2 separate regions of the Triticum aestivum genome follow, and region 1 is linked to region 2. A link is a contact called in public Hi-C data. All regions are on one chromosome and are shown on one strand. Each heading gives the region's core, a stretch centred on a gene start, on an enhancer-like site or on the middle of the called end of the contact. The rest is flanking DNA. Distances are from core to core; before and after follow the strand shown.

The links. Hi-C and Micro-C count contacts between places; a contact is called where the count stands out from the background.
Region 1: a contact with region 2 is called in a Hi-C map of leaf, with 5 times the contacts expected there. The contact joins the promoter of LOC123188957 here to the promoter of LOC123188956 in region 2. A contact is called at or near these places in 2 of 5 Hi-C or Micro-C datasets (both in leaf).

What each region holds. Positions count from the first base shown.
Region 1 is chr2A:450,518,420-450,521,119 of IWGSC CS RefSeq v2.1, forward strand. LOC123188957 (dnaJ protein ERDJ2) reads left to right here and starts at 1,376. Exons shown (of 11, transcript XM_044601251.1): 1 at 1,376-1,573; 2 at 1,662-1,882; 3 at 1,981-2,076. The coding sequence starts at 1,697.
Region 2 is chr2A:450,074,271-450,076,970 of IWGSC CS RefSeq v2.1, forward strand. It overlaps LOC123188956, which reads right to left and starts at 1,353. Exons shown (of 12, transcript XR_006495462.1): 1 at 1,050-1,353.

The DNA.
Region 1 (2,700 bases), core at 126-2,625, 440 kb after region 2:
GCAATGAAGAAGATTTGCAGAGGTTTCTTGTGGTGTAGACACGCGGAGGCTAACAGTGGCAACTGTGCGGTGGCTTGGGATGCGGTGTGCACACCGAAGTGGGCAGGTGACCTTGGTTTGCCAAACTTGCGTTGGATGAACATAGCAATGCAAGCGGGATGGTCGTGGCTTGCGAGGACTGATGAGACGAGGCCATGGAGAGAGTTCAAGATCAAGGCCCCGGAGGAGTCAATGGGGCTTTTGTATGGCGGCCATGAGGAGTGTGGCTAATTCTGGGCTCACGACACGCTTTTGGGAGGACCGCTGGCTTGATGGCAACAGGATTCAGGAGGTTGCACCGCTCCTCTACAACTTGGTTCCAAAGCGCATTAGAGACTCCCGGTTAGTTGGACCAGCGGTGGAGAATGGGAGTTGGGCGTTGGACGTTGGCCCGGACATAGGACCTACTGTGCTGCACGAGTTCTTTTTGATATGGCAACTATTCTCAGCTTGGGAGCCCATGGTGGATGTGCATGACAAGCTGGTTTGGTCGTGGGACACCGGACAGTTCTCCGTGAAATCTGCTTATGCGGCTGGCTTTTGGGGTCGAGAAGGAAGCGTGATGATGGATCTAACTTGGAAATCACGTGCACCCTCATGGTGCAGGCTTTTCACGTGGTTGGCCCTCAAGGACCGATGTTGGACGTCGGACCGACTAGCGAGGCGAGGGTTGCCACACCAAGACGCATGCCCGTTTTGCGACCAGGAGGACAAAACCATTAACCACATTCTACTCACTTGCATCTTTGCTAGGACTGTTTGGGCGAGGATCTGCGAGGCCTTGGGCAAACCGGATTGGACTCCCACTCAACAGGACAAGCTGGCGGATTGGGCTGTGGCCAAGCAAGGATTAGAAGGCATGAGCATCAAAGATCTTCGTACTATTATTGCGCTAGTCTAGTGGGAGTTGTGGAAGCATAGGAATGGTATTATCTTTGGTGGGGCGCGCCCTTGCTTGGAGTATCTAATAGGGAGAGTGAGGCAAGAGGGCCAACTGTGGGCATCGGCCGGGCTAATGAAAGGGAATGTAACTCCCTTCTTTAATAGGGTGGAGAGGTGGGAGACTAGTGAGGAGTAATATGTACTAAGAAACCGTGTAATTATGGTGGAGACTTTCTTTGCCTTTTTTTTAATATATGATATGCACACTCGTGCATATTCGAGCAAAAAAATAAAACTGGTTTTTTTTAGGGTAAAAAAAATAAAAAAATAAAACTGGTGCGAAGAAACCACCGTAGTGGGCCGGCTCACAGCTGAACGTGTAGGCGAATCACCAGCCGATTCGAAGGCCTGGCCTCGCTTACCATCCGCGCTCCGGGCCGTATCTGGGTCACAAGTCAAAACCAGTTACTTGCCCTTTTTGTCTCACACTGACATCTCGCTCCGTGTCCTGGTGGGAGGCCCCGCCGCATCTGGCCCCGCAAAACCTATCTCGACCGCCTTCCTCCCCGATCTCGCCCCTCCTCGCCTGGCGACCAGATCCGCTTCTTCGATATCCAGATCTTCGGAGCACGCCCCGCTCGCCCCGGCCAAGGTGAGCCGTCGCAGCCGGCCGCCGGCCGCCACACGACGCCGCGCTCTAATAACGCACGCTGACTCCGTGGTTTTTCTTTCCGTCGCAGTCGTGAGTTGAGTAAGGGAGGCAGCAGCAGCAGCCATGGCGGCGGCGGAGGAGAACAGCTCGCTCTTCCTGATATTCATCCTGACCATGATCGCGCTGCCCCTGGTGCCGTACACGATCACGCGGCTGTGCCACGCGGCGACGAAGAAGGCCAAGACCATCCACTGCCGCTGCTCCGGGTGCCACCGCTCCGGAAAGTACCGGAAGTCGATCTACAAGAAGGTGGGCGGGTTGCGGCTGTTTGTTCTGCGTGAGTCTAGCAGTAGAATTCTAGTGCGTGCTAACTCCTCTATGATCGTATTGTGATTCTTGTCGTGCAGATATCCAACTTCTCGACGTGGAGCAACCTTACTATTTTGCTTCTCTGGATCGTTGTGATCTTCCTGATTTACTACATCAAACTCAGCAGCCGCGAGGTATGGTAACTTTTGGCTGGTATATGTTGTCAATTTTTCTTTTGTTCAAGCAGTTAACTCCAATTCTTCTCTGCTGTGAACTAGTAGATACAGAAGGATTTAATACTTACTCATGTGACCTTTTGTCTGCTCCTTCACCTAGAATAGTCTCCATTAGTAGATGACTATACTGAAATAAACTGATAACCAAAACTACAACTCATTTCACGTTCAGCTTTATCCTACCAGAGCAGTCACCGCAATGTTCATGTTTTGTCAGTTCCTTGATGCAGCAAAGTCACCGTTTTCTTTTTAGTAGCAGCATGCCCAGCCAGTTTGTTGGGATATACTAGAAAGGCTAGGATATCTTTGTGCTGATTTAGTTCCCCTTTATTCTTCTGAAACCTCACTAATGTTTCACTCTCTTGAACATTGTCAAACAATCACATACGCAGAAACCTTGTTGTGAAGTTTGGTATTGTAGATTTCAGGACTTAGTTTGTTTTTGTATCCAAGCATAGGTAGGTTTATTTCCTAGAAGCATTTTTTGCAAAGTCCTGATTGTTCATCTTTGTCTCAATCGTAATTATGCTAGTTAATTTTGGATACTATATGCATAAATAATGCTGTACTTGAAGTGTGAAG
Region 2 (2,700 bases), core at 103-2,602:
ATTTTACAGCCTTCAATATTACTCCCTCCATTCACAAATATAAGATGTTTTGGATATTTCAATATGGACTACATACGGACTGAAATGAGTGAACAAACACACTAAAACATGTCTATGTGCAACCGATTCAGGAAAAAGTTAGAACATCTTATATTTGCGATCGGAGGGAGTATTATACAATGTCTCTACAGTCTTCCATGTCAATGAAGCAGCACCCAGAAACATCTTAATCACCTAAAGAACTGGTGAAAGTTACTACTGAACAAAACTCATCATCAGTGTCCCGTCATATTTGACTCATAGATCATATAAACCTGACCACAACAATACATTTGTGCCTCAAACACACTGGCTTTGCCACAGTTAGGTGTTGGTAGCATTATGAACTTATGCTTTATGAAGTATCTATAGGCTTGTGTACTATAATGCTTAATTTGCAAATTGTAGGGCACAGCAATGGAACAGAGGCGCACACAAAAAAAAGTGAAATCAAGGCTATCAGCGAGGAAAGGAGGTAGGTATATCGAATTGATAAGGACTGTTTATGAGGGTTAAGAAGAGAACACACTGGTCCGTTATGTCAGAAAACTACTTTAAATATATCTTCGCACCACTTCTGATGCGATTGAGGCTGGGACGACCAATTAGAAGGCTCACGTTTCTGAATTGAGATCCTGGGAAGTCCATACCTAACTAATATAGAGTTCCTAGGAAAAGTTAAACAAGCTGAATGTTCCAGATAGATAGTCTAATCCATCACCTCTCCAACTTAAATTTCACTTGGGTGCCAATCTGCCAATCACTCGACCCAGGCAGAGCATTCAACAAACAAGCACATGCATATAGTCCATTCAGAGCCACCCCAATCCCCTTGGTACAGCCCCAGACGCGGAGGCCCATCCACACTCACATCGTGACATTCCCGAGACCAATTAGCACACGGAACCACGCAGGATCGAGACGCAACCGCATCCCACCAAGCATCGGCACTGGCAAGTTCTAGGGCACGCGTGCGTGCGAGAGAATGAAGGGGATATTTGGGGTGGTACCGCGAGGGTCTCGTCGGAGTAGTTGCCGAGGAATCGGGGGAGCACGTCGGCGACGGCGGAGCGGAGGTCGGCGGCGGCCGGCGAGCGCCGATCCATGCGGAACGACCGCTCCTCGGCAGCGAACACCCGCCGGAGCCGCCGCTGCAGCTGCTCATCCGCATCCGCCTCCGCCTCCTGCCCCATCTTTCCGCCTTTTGGGAAAAGGCAGTGCCCGTGGGTGAGAATCTTCTAGCGGCTACTGGGGCCAGTCGCTACTAGTATGTGTCAGCGTCAGCCTGCGTGCGTGCAACCGGTGTGCTGTTTACCGTCCCTTCCATGCTCCCAGCGTTTTCATCAATCGTCACTTCGAGTTGTTCCAATCTTTTGAAAAAATTGGATATCGATTTTTTTAGGGATGGATATCGATTGTTTACGTGTAAGGCTGCATTTTGTAAAATATTTGTCCTCTAGCCCTTTTTACTTTTTTTAGGTTAAAGCTAAGTTTTATTGATCGAAAGCTACATAATAAGATGCAAAATTGATCATGGGTTAGCCCAACCACAAGCGACGCCCCTGCTCAGGAGAATTTAAATACTTAGCTAAATTATATGCATATAAATTTGCCGCTCGACCTTCAAATAAATGTGCAATTAAAATTTGTTGCTTGCTGCTTGATCTCCTTGATGATGTTCCCATAGCTGCTACCCGTTCCTTTGTCGATATCCTTGATCATCAGTTTCGAATATGAAGCAACAATAAAGTTCTAGATAAGCAAATGTTTGGCTAATGATAAAGTCTCGCAACATGCGATTGAGATATGCCCTAGAGGCAATAATAACGAGAGATATGACCTCGGCCTCCCTCTGTCGATCTGTAAGCTTCACTCCTCAGCACTGGACCCGCTCGTCGACAAGGTCGCGAGGAAGTTGTCCACCTGGGGTGCATCAATGCTCTCACTTCCTGATCGACTATCTCTTGTTCGCCATGTGTTGTGTGCCATCCCCGCCCATATTTTGACCGCTCTCACCCTCCACAAGTCCGTGTTGGCTCATGTCAACCAGGTGATCCAAGGCTTCCTTTGGGTTGGTCGCAAGAGAGCCAATGGTGGACAATGCAAGGTCAACTGGGCGCGCGTGCGCTGCCCGGTTCAGCTTGGGGCCCTTGGCATATGAGATATCCACCGTGCCAGCATCGCCCTTCGCATCAAATGGGTATGACTGCAGCGGACTGACGGTGGGTACCCTTGGGCCCACCTCCTGATCCCTGTATGACCCCGACGTTCTTGCGATCATGTGCGCCTCCACGTCCTGGATTCTAGGCAATGGCTCGAGTGGGTGTTTTTTACGGATCATTGGCTGGAGGGTCGTTGTATTGCCGACATCGGCCCACTCGTCCATGCCTTGGTCCCCCATGGTGCGCCGGGATTCGTGACATTGTCGCACACTGGGTGTTGGCGTAATGATAGGCCCCTTATGTCTTGGAGCTTGTTGACATAAACAGTTTGGGACTTATGTGTTTGCTAGTGCACACCGAGTAACAAGTCCCTGAGATCACGAGGAGTTTGATGTAAACGACGAAGGTAATCTCCCTGCGTTGCAGTGTAGGTTATCACCGAAGATTATGATAACAAGAGTGACCCCTCAAATATTGTTGAAGTGAAGCAATTGGTTCG